Regions from separate parts of the Anser cygnoides genome. Here all the other regions are linked to region 3. Evidence: chromatin contacts called from public Hi-C data. All regions are on one chromosome and are shown on one strand. The core of a region is the stretch at or near the end of the contact, and the rest is flanking DNA. Distances in the headings are between cores, read along the strand shown.

Region 1 (3,458 bases), core at 242-2,741, 170 kb before region 3:
TTAAAGTCAGAACTGCTAGAGCTGTCTTAGGGAAGAAAAAATTCCCCCCCCCCACATGCTTCGTGTGCCAAAATCCTGAAAGCCACAACAGAGAATATACACTTAATTATTGTTTGCAGCATATGGCAGATTGCATAACTTAGCACAGCGCCAACACCACTTCTTCCCATTGCAGTTTGCGCCAAGCCATTCGAAACGCACCCTCTATTGGCTTGGAGAAAGATACGAGCGCTCCGAAGCTTGGAAACTCGCTCTCAAATACAACAGTTATCGGTTTGCCTGTTAGCCACCTGATGAACTTCCAGCCTACCTGTCCAGGCCCTGACAAGTGCTACGTTAAGATATCCTCGTACCTTTCTAACGTGAAATATTTTAAATGACAAATTAACTGCATTTCTGTGCTGAGCTATACGTTTCCTCCTCAACGTTTCTGATTGTTTATCGTATGGGGAAAGAAGAGAACTACAAAACCAGAAAGTGGCAATAAAGTGACAAACTCCCTTATGCGTGCCCAGCTTTTATTATAAACCAGACTCTTAAGTCCTGCCAAAAGGGAGTCCTGCAGGTACCCAAACACTGCCTTCTACGCTCCTGGGATCTACCAGGCCAGTTCTTTACGTTGCCCTGGAGCACCGTCCTTCCAGCCTGCTGCAGGACAGCTACGGACTGGGAATCACGCTGGCTCCAAGAGGGGCTGGGGACTCCTGTGAGCAGAGGGGGATCTGAACACCCCCGGGGCACAAACCGGCGGCGAGTGCTGAGTAACGGCCGGGGGCACCCTGCGCCGGCCCTGGGGGACACCGCTCAGCGCGGCGCCGGTCACCCCTGGCGCTGAGCGAGGGCTGCCACCCGCCTCGGGCTGCTGTTTCCCTTCCCGAAGCAGCAGCGGCCGCAGAGCCCAGGGCAGCCCGCAGGCTCTCCCCGAGGGAGGCGAGGCCCAGGCCGCCCGGCAGCGGCGGAGCTCGGGGCCGGGCGCTGCAAGGCGCGGCTCGAGGCGCCGCCGGCAGGGGCCGGGAGGGGCCGAGGCCTGCGACGGGCCCGGGGGCACCCCGAGCCCCGCTCCCGCCCCCCGCCGCTCCGCCGCGGGCAGAGCCGTGCCCCGGGGCCGCTCCCGCCCCGCCCGCCCGCCGCCCCGGGAGGCGGCCGCAGGCCCGTTAGGCCCGGCCCGGCCTCGCCTCGCCGCCGGGCCCCGGCCGGTCCCGCCCCGCCCCGCGGCCCCCGACTCACAGCGCCGTGGTGCCGGCGGGCAGCGGCGGGATCCTGCGCGGGCCGGGCCCGCCGGGCAGGCGGTGCCGGCTGCAGTCCAGCAGGCCGCGGCGGCAGGAGCAGGGCGCGGCGCAGGGCTCGGCGGCGGCCCCCAGCGCCCCCAGCGCCGTCGCCGCCGCCGCCGCCAGCAGCAGCAGCAGGGGCACGGCCCGCGGCAGCGCCCCGCGGGGGGGCCCCGCGCCCGGCCCCGCGCCCCGCATCCCCCGGCACGGCGCGGCCCGCACCGCTCCGCCCGCCCCGCCCGCCCCCCGCGTCACCGCGCAGCGCGCCGGGGGCGGGGCCGGCGTGTGGGGGCGGGGCCAACGGAGGGGGCGGGGCCGACGGACGCCCCGCCCCCTGGCCGCCGCCGAGCGGCGCAAGGCGCAGCCGCCGCCGCGGGGACCGGGCGGGGGCGGGGCCGTGGCGGGGCCGGGGGCGGGGCCGTGGCAGAGGCCGCTGGGGGGGCGGTGGGCGGGCTGCCCGTGGCTGCCGGGTCCCCGTGGTGCTTGGTGCCGGCGTGCCCGGTTCCCGGCGGTGCTGGCGGTGCCGCCGGCTCCCGGGGTGCCCCGTGAGGAGCCCCGCTCGCAGCCCCCGCGCAGACGCAGCCCCCGCAGTCTCCCCGACCGCGGCTCCCCGCCGTTCGCCTTTCTGAGCGCGGCGCCGTGGCGGCCCCCATCGGCACGTTAATGGGGGCCGTCCCTCACTGCCGGGCCGCTCCCCACGCCCGCTGTGTCCGGGGGCCCTGCCCTCCCGCCGGGCTCCCTCCGGCTCTCCCAGCGCCCCGGCGGGCCCCCCGAACCCCCGGCGCCGCCGTGGCTGCGGCCGGGCGCGGCTCTCCCTGTCCCCGGCCGCCCTGCCGGGAGGGCTCAGCCTGCGCCGGGCCGGGCCTTGGCCGCTGGATGGCACGCGAGCCCCGGCGGAGGAGCCCGGGCCGGGCCTGGGGCGCTGCGCAGCGCGGAGCTCTGGGCCGGGGGGGGCCCGTACCGGGGGGGGCCCGAAATGCAGCGCTGCGGCTTCGCCCCGGTGCCCCTCCGGTCCCCGGGTACCCCGGCCGTGCCCGGGAGGGGAGCGGGCCGGAGGTTGGGGGCGCAGGATGTCGCCCTGCCGCCCTCAGCCCCGTCGTTCTCAGCGTCAAGGGGAGCTGGGAGAGGAAACGGGGGTTAAGGAGGTGCCGAGCCCCCCGCTGCTGGAGGGAAGACGAGGAGGGAGGGGGCAGTACTGGCCTTCCTGGGGTGGGCGCGGGGGGGATGCAGCAGGGTCCCCTGCGGGGTGCGAGAGGGACGGCGGGGTGTCCCCCCGTGTGCCGCCACGCGCACGGCGAGCGGTGACAGCGAATCCACGGGATCCTCAGGCGATGGTGTGTTCAGGCCAGACTTTGTGAAAATTTGAAAAAGATGCAAGTGGCTTGTAGGGCCTGGCCTGAGAAGCCATGGGGAGGCCTGGCACTGCGGCGGGGGCTCCCTCACGCACAGACCCGCCCTCCTGACGGCATGGCGCTGGCCAAGGAGCGAGGCCGGGCCACAGGCTGGGGGCTCGGCGGGGCGGCCCCTTCTCCTCCAGCCTCTCCCCAGGGTGGCAGCCCCAGCCCGGCCCCAAGGCACGAGATGCTGGTGGGCAGCCACAGCTCCGTGTGCCCGTGGCCCGCACGGCTGGGGGCAGTCAGGTTGGCCTGCAGAAAGGGGAGAGCGCTGCGGGCTGGCAGCACCAGGGCCCCTCTGAGCGCCGCCGGGATGCAGCAGCACGCTCCATGCCTGCACCGGGGGCTCCCGATGTCCCGCAGGCACCCTGCCCGCAAACAGCCCCTCGAAGAGGGGTGGCAAAGTCCAGAGGACAGAGGCCGTGTGCCTGGCCAGGGCTCACAGGTCCGGCTCAGAGCACGCACGGAGACAACCCCTGGTCCTGCAGAGTGTGCTGCGGGAGCCGGGCACTGGCACCCCATCAGCCGCTGCCACAATGGAGCAGGGAGAAGCAGAACTGCAGTTCTGCATGAACGCATTGCCGTTTGCTGTTCCTGGCCTGGGCCGCACCCTCTGTGCTCTCTGCTCAGCCACCTTCCCCAGCCCGCTGTGCCCCAGGGCTGCAGCTCTGCCAGTGCTCTGCACGGAGCGGCAGCAGCCACTGGTTGCCCCTGCTGACATGAGTAGCGCTGCGTGCAGCGTCTGCTGCCTGCCTTCCACGTTTTCTACCTATGTCTGCAATGGACCCCTTTGATT
Region 2 (3,281 bases), core at 559-3,058, 160 kb before region 3:
GGGCAGCTTTGTTGCCCAATATCCTGAAACAATATCCTGTTTTCCTCACAAGAAAAAAATTCCTGAAGGGATTAATATTAAATCTGCCTTTTAAAGGAGACAGAAGAGCAGAGGCACAGAACATGGACTCCTTCCCGCTGTCTACAAGATGAAGCAGCAGCAGCAGCAGCAGCAGCACCGTCCCACAGCTTCCACCGGCTGGCCAAGCCCGTGCAGCTCCGGCAGTCCCCTGCCCCTGAGCTCCGCTGTGCCTGGCCCCTTGTTTTCTGCACTCCCCCAGCACGCAGCCGTGCCCGGGGGGCACTGTCCAGCAGTGCCCAGGACATGGCGCGGCCTCCCCCGTCACGACGGCACTGCGTCCCCGCGCCGCCTGCCACGCTTCTTCCAGGCGGCGCAGAGCACTGGCTCCTAGTTAAGGTGTTACAGGATGACAAAGCTAAGTGGCACTTCGAGTTTGATCCCAAATCGCCCTTTTTAATTATTATTTGTCTTGTTGTCTAAGCAAAACGGAGTGCGGACCTACCCCTGTTTACTAAGTTGCACGGTAGATGCACCAAGAAAACCTTCCACCCGCCCACTCCTTGGTTCACGTCGTCTTGCTTCAGAAGTGGGTGAGTGAGTTTGCTGCAGTGCCTGGTGTTCTTTTATCGAGTGCACCTGGCCCATTAAGTGCCTTGACACAGAGCACACCCATGCACACGCTTGCTGTGGTGAAGAGGAACCGTGGTTGCCTTTGATATGAAAGGGATTGCACCTCCCCTGCGGCTGCCCCAGCTCCCATCTGCTGAGTGTCACTGCCTTTTTGCCTCTCATGGCTCCGAGGTGAACTACACCACACTTTTCTGCTCTAAAACAAATTAGAGCATTAGACAGGCGACCCAGAAGACAATTAACTTCGTTAGGCCGCAGGAGCCAGCAGCTCCAGAAAAGCACTCACAGGTAACAGCCCCCTCGTGCAGGATTTGTTACGCACGGGGAGCGCGGTGCTCGATGCGTCGCTGCCACCATTTTGCATCCGGACAGCGAGGGGCTCTGCGCGTGGGCAGCTTCCAGCACCTTCCAGCCCCTTCCGCGCTCCGTCAGTGAGCCGGCCGGGCCCGGGCCATTACCTGCGGAACCGACGGGCACAGCCCCAGAATCTGCGAGGGGCGAGCGGGGCACCCGGCAGCACGTCCCAGCTCCCGGCCCAGGGCTCCGAGCACGGCCCCGCGCCGCCGGGCCCCAGCGGGGCCTCTCCCGGCTGCCGCCACCGGGCTCCGGGGCAGCGCCGGGGGTCGCGGCCTGCGCGGGGCCGGCCCGGGGCAGGCTCCCTGCTGCGGGGCCCGCTGCTCGCCCGTCCCCGCCGACACCCCCGGGTCGTTTCCCGCTGGCAGCTCCTCGCCGCCTTCTTGGCAGCGCTGCCCGCGGCTCGGCCGGCGGCACCACCGGGTCCCCCGGCGGCAGGGCTGGAGGGGCTGCGCCGCCGCGCCCCCCGCCCGAGCGGAGCCCCCCGGGAACCAAACGGAGAAGCCCCGGGGGATGCCGCAGCGGGCGGCCCGGCGGTGCCCCCACTGCACCCGTCCCGGTCCCGGTCCCGGTCCCGGTCCCGGTCCCGGTCCCGGTCCCCGTCCCCGCGGGGCTCAGGGCAGCCGCGGCCGGCGTCGCTCCATGTGCCCGCTCCGCGCCGGCGCCGCGTTTCCCGCCCGTCCCGGCGGATGGCGGTGGGGCGGGGCGGGGCGGGGCGGGGGGCGGTAGTGGGGGGGGCCCGGTACGTGCCGGGGCACACGGCGGCGGCGGAGGGGCCGGAGGGGGCTCGGGCGGGGGCCGCGCGCTGGGGGCCGGGGCGCGCACGTGGCGGGGGGGCGGGGCCGTGCCCAGGCCCCACCAGCGGCTCCGCCCGCCGCGCGGCCCCGCCGCCCTTATAACGGGCGGGGGCGGGGGATGCGCTCGGCTGGCGGCTGCACGCGCAGGTAGGGCCCGGCGGGGCCACGTGGCGGGGGCACCGGACCGGACCGAGACGGGGCGGGGATGGGGGGCCCCGGGTTGGGGGGCTCGGGGCGGGCGGCGCGGCCCCGCGATCCCGGTGCCCCGGGGCTGCCGCTCCCGGCCTGGCGGGGGCGCGGGGCGCTGCCGGGACCTCGTGGAGGGACCTCGTGGAGGGCGCTGCGGCGGCGCCGCTCGCACCTGCGGCGGGGACGCGCGTGGCCGGGAGGGGGACGCGAGCGTAGCCGGCGGGCACCGAGCTCCTGCGGGCCGGGCCGGTAGCTGCCGCCCCGTGCCGCCGGGGGATGCGAGGCGGCCGGCCCCGGGCCCCCCCTCGTGGCCTGCGGGCACGGTCTGCGCGGTGCCGCTGCTCCCTCCCCGTAGCTCCAGGGCCGGCCCCCGGACCGCGTGCCCGGGGATCCACAGCCGCCGGTCGGCGCCGGGCCGGGGCGCTCGACGCGCAGCCGGGGATGCCCAGCCCTCGTTCCGTGACCTTTCCCGTTAGAGGATTCCGGTTCCCGGGCCCGCGTTCACCCCCTGCCCCCGCGAAGGGCCAAGGGCAGGCGGCGCTGTCCGACGGAGCGCCTCGGGAGCCGCCGAGAGGTGAACGGGGACCGGGAGGGGCGCCTCGGGGAGCGGCCGGTGACCGGCGGGGCCGTGGAACGGAGCCGTCCCGGGGCGCCGCAGCCCTCGGGCCTCCCGGTAGCGGGGAGGGCGAACCCGCACCTTGTGAGCGGCAGATAGGGGGGGGGAGCCGGGGCTGAGGCGATTACAGCCCGCTCCGGGCGGCCGATAACAGCGGGGAAGGGGACCCGGGGCCCGGCAGCACCTGGGGCCTGGGCCCGGGGCGGCGGGGGGGGGGACCGGGCCCCTTGGGCTGCTGCTCCTCGCCCGTGCTTCGCGGCCCCCCAGCCGGGGCCGTCGATACACCCCCGACCCGGTGGCTCCGGCCGTGCTCGGTCGCTCCGCAGCGCGGTTCGGGACTGGCGGTGGGCCCTGGGGGGGCTGTGGGCAGCCTGGAGGCCTCCGGCGAGCTCCAGGAGCGCGGTGCTCGGGGGTCGGAGCGGGGCCCGGGGGCCCCGAGCTGCTGGGGGTGCGCGGGCCCCGGCCCCCGGCACGGCCCGCGGCGGGGGCACAGCGTGCGGGGGCGAGCGGCGCTCACGGGGCTTGCGAGCGACCTGAGGAGAGTCACGAACAGGGGGGCCACGAGGAGAGCTGTAGCTCCCCTTGGGGAGGCTCAGAGGGGACAGAGCCGTGTCCTTTGTCCTCCCCGGGACAGCAAGTCCTCAGAGCATAACGCCTCAGTGCTGTCCTCCCCT
Region 3 (3,426 bases), core at 234-2,733:
TAGAGTTGATTTGTTTCAAAGCGGTGTCAGCACAGCGACAGGATGTTCGTTTGCAGAAGCACAAAAAGACTTTCTGTAAACTGACCTACTTCCTGGCCATCATTACCATTTCAGGTAGCTCTGCAGTAAGCTAGCAAAACTAACTTCCTTTTTCTAAAATGGGGAAAGTAGCTGACAGGGAAGCTGCTCAACTACTAGTTTAAACTGGTAAAATGGCAGCAGAAAACAGACAACAGGACACACCGCAGTAAGGTTTAAACTAATGAACCCCTAGCTTTCCTAAAATGCACCTACAGAGAATAAAGCAGTGAGGTTTATAGGGGTGAGAGGTGTGAGGGGAGGAATTAACTTTATTGCTCTTTTGTTTGATTTTCTTTGTTGTTTCCTGAGTGGTTATAAAATGGATACTATAATGAATCTTTACTGCATGTTTCTTTTTCAGAATCCTCACAACCTCGCTTTCTACCTGTGCCAGGCATGGAGCTACTTTAAATTGATGCCAGGTTGCCTGAGCCAGGACATGAAGCAGAACACAGGGCCCAATTTCAAGTGAAATCCCAGCTAGTTTGACAAATAAAATATCTGGACACACGTAGTCCTAAAGGGCCTCCTGCAGGATGCGTCTTCCCTGAAAGTGCTTTGAAAGAAGGCGCAATGAAGCGATGGTTTCCATTGCAGCAGTTCAAATGAAATTTCAGCCAAATGCCAACAGGTTAAAGAATTTTACACTATATCGGATAGATTTCAATAGTGTACTGATGACTACACGTTCTGCTCTGGAATACTTATTTCAAACAATGGTCTAAAACGTTAACGGGCAAAGGGGACCTCTGAGGTTCTCTGTCACAACGAATGTCGCCATAATGAAACTGAAAGCAGCAGTTTAAGAGAGAAATTAAAGCCGGCTCCAAACTCCCAGATCTTTGAAGATCCCCAAGCCTCGACGCCCCGCAGGATTTTAAGAAACGAAACGAGCCCATCTGCACGGCGCAGGGAAGGGAAGGCGGCAGCTCTGCCTTCAGCTACCGCCTGTCGGTGCTCCCCGCTTCGGAGGAGGCTGCCCCGTTCTTTGTGGCAGCTCGGGACTGCCCGTGCGCCGCCAGGAGCGGGAGGCACGACCCGTTCCCCCCCCCCCCTTACACACGCCCCGCTCGGGACCCCCTTGAGCGGCGCAGCCCCGCCGTGAGGGCGCCGCGCTCGGGGGCGGGCGGCCTGCGCCGCCCTGTCACGGCGGCACCAGGGCTGCGGCCCCCGCCCCGCTGCGGCGCCCCCCGGCCTTCCCCCGGTCCCGTTGCGGCCCGGCCCGGCCCGGCCCGGCGCAGCCCCCCCACCTTCTCGTCGTCCGACACCCGCTCCTCCAGGTCCGCCATCTCGGCACCTCTGGGCCCGGCCCGGCGCCGCGCGGAGCATGCCGGGCGCTGAGGCTGGGCGCCGGGCAGGAAGCGCGGCCGGCGCCATCTTGGCTGCGGGCAGACGTCGCGGGGCGGCCATCTTAGGGGCGGGCGGGACGGGCCTTGTGGGGGGGGCGCGGGGGGGGGGGGGAAGGCGGTGAGGGCCGGCCCGGGGCTGGCGGGGCGCGGGGTCTCCGCCCGCGGTCTCCGCCCGCCGCCGGAGCGGGGCCGCGAGGCGCGGGGGGTCCCGGCTGGTGACCGCCGAGCCCCGAGGGCGGACCCCGCCCCGCCCCGTCCCTCTCCCGGCGTCCCCCGGCGGCGGCCATGGCGGACGGCAGCGGGACCGGGACCGGGAGCGGGAGCGGGACAGGCAGCGGGCGGGGGCCGTCGTGCCCCGGGGCGGCCGCGGCGCTGCGGCGCTGGGAGCAGCTGCGGCGGCGGGCGGCGGCGGCGGCGCCCTGGGCCCGCGGGCTCCTGGCCGTGGCCGCCGGGCTCGGGCTGTGTTACGCCGTGCTGCGGGTGCCGCTGCGGCTCCGGGACGGGCTGGCCGCCGGTGAGAGGCGGGGGGGCCCTGCCCGGGGGGGGCCCTGCCCGGCCTCGTTAAGAATTTACACCGATTTTTTTTGGGGGGGGGGGGAGGGGGTCACGTGGAACCCAGTCGGCTGTCACAGTTACGGAAGGACAGTAGCAGACTGAAGGGGTTTTCTGATAAAGTGACGTAACCTGTGAAGTTACGCGGGCTGTGCTGTGTGTTATGTCCGCGTAGTGTTTCACGCAGTGTTTAATAAAAAGCTCTCTGTGTGTTTCAGTTCTGCTCATTAAGTCTTTGTTTTTTTGTGTTTCTTAACAGTGACTGTGTTCTTAAGCACTTTGACTCCAAAATTCTACTTTGCCCTTACAGTGACCTCATCTTTCATATCTGGCCTGATATTTGTAAGTAGTCCACTGTTCTCCTCTCCTTTAACAAATTTAGCACCTCTAAGATTCTTTCATTAAGGGTAAATGCAACAGACTTTTATCAGACTCTAGAGGGTGCCTTTGTACTACGAAGGAGCTTGTTACCGAGTATCTTTTCCGATGTATAATCAGTACTCTTTTCCTATGTGTCTTGTACATTTAGGTGAATCTGGGGAAAATAACTTGAATTTGTTTTAAGGAACTCAGGCTTGTTTTAACTGTCCATTTTGTGCTTTATTATTTGGGATTAATTTTGTAAAGTGAAAAAGCTATATCCATGTTGTGCCTGCATGTGCGATTTCCCTGTACAGCACACTTTAGTGTATAAGATCGAGGCACTTTCTGAAAGGGCTTAGAAGTTATCCTAACAACGTGGGGGGAGAGTAACGTGATTAGACTAAAATTTACTTTTTTTCCAATCTCTTCTATGTTACGGGGGTAATTCCACATGACAAGACAGGCCCGAAACAGATAATTAGTATTAATTTGTATGTAGATAGGTCCTGCCTGTAATAATTTGCAAGGGGATGTCCTTCCTCTGTGCAATTTACTTTTCATCTCTGATGTTTATGTTGGAAGGGTGTTGCCTAAAGAAATTTCTGATGCTTTTTTCTCCCATAACAGGTATTTGAGTGGTGGCATTTCCGAAAATATGGCACATCTTTCATCGAGCAGGTATCTGTGAGTCATCTGAGACCCCTCATTGGAGGTGTGGAAAATAGCCCTCCAGCACCAGCAGCGTTCTCAGTTGGAGAGAATGAGACAAACAGGCAGAATATGCCAGGTGATTGTTAATGTGTCCCAACAGTTTTCATTAAGCTTGCAGGCGACTGGCTCAAATGAGTTGAGTTTTAAATGGCTTTGACTAAGCATTAGTGCTTGTAGTAATTGGGGAAAGGCCTATGCCTTACGATGCGTTTTATTAATATGATAAAAGAAATCAAGTGATAATGTATCTTTGATCTAAAACATTCATTATTAAAAACATCATCTAGAAAATATGTTACACGTTCAGCTAAAACTGTTTAAGTAACACTAGATATTAGCTATTCTAAACATGTGCAAGGTAAAATTGCTT

The links. Hi-C and Micro-C count contacts between places; a contact is called where the count stands out from the background.
Region 1: a Hi-C map of liver shows a contact between it and region 3, with 2.2 times the contacts expected there. The contact joins the promoter of LRIG2 here to the promoter of CAPZA1 in region 3. A contact is called at or near these places in 2 of 7 Hi-C or Micro-C datasets (both in liver).
Region 2: a Hi-C map of liver shows a contact between it and region 3, with 1.8 times the contacts expected there. The contact joins the promoter of SLC16A1 here to the promoter of CAPZA1 in region 3. A contact is called at or near these places in 2 of 7 Hi-C or Micro-C datasets (both in liver).

The regions. Positions count from the first base shown.
Region 1 is chr25:6,469,094-6,472,551 of Taihu_goose_T2T_genome, reverse strand. LRIG2 (leucine rich repeats and immunoglobulin like domains 2) reads right to left here and starts at 1,491. Exons shown (of 17, transcript XM_066983123.1): 1 at 1,228-1,491. The coding sequence starts at 1,466.
Region 2 is chr25:6,453,556-6,456,836 of Taihu_goose_T2T_genome, reverse strand. SLC16A1 (solute carrier family 16 member 1) reads left to right here and starts at 1,808. Exons shown (of 5, transcript XM_066982889.1): 1 at 1,808-1,949. LOC136786927 (a long non-coding RNA gene) reads right to left here and starts at 1,738. Exons shown (of 2, transcript XR_010826543.1): 1 at 938-1,738; 2 at 1-847.
Region 3 is chr25:6,298,063-6,301,488 of Taihu_goose_T2T_genome, reverse strand. CAPZA1 (capping actin protein of muscle Z-line subunit alpha 1) reads right to left here and starts at 1,483. Exons shown (of 10, transcript XM_066983193.1): 1 at 1,332-1,483. The coding sequence starts at 1,370. ST7L (suppression of tumorigenicity 7 like) reads left to right here. Exons shown (of 19, transcript XM_048071024.2): 4 at 443-712; 5 at 2,242-2,324; 6 at 2,973-3,132. The coding sequence starts at 703.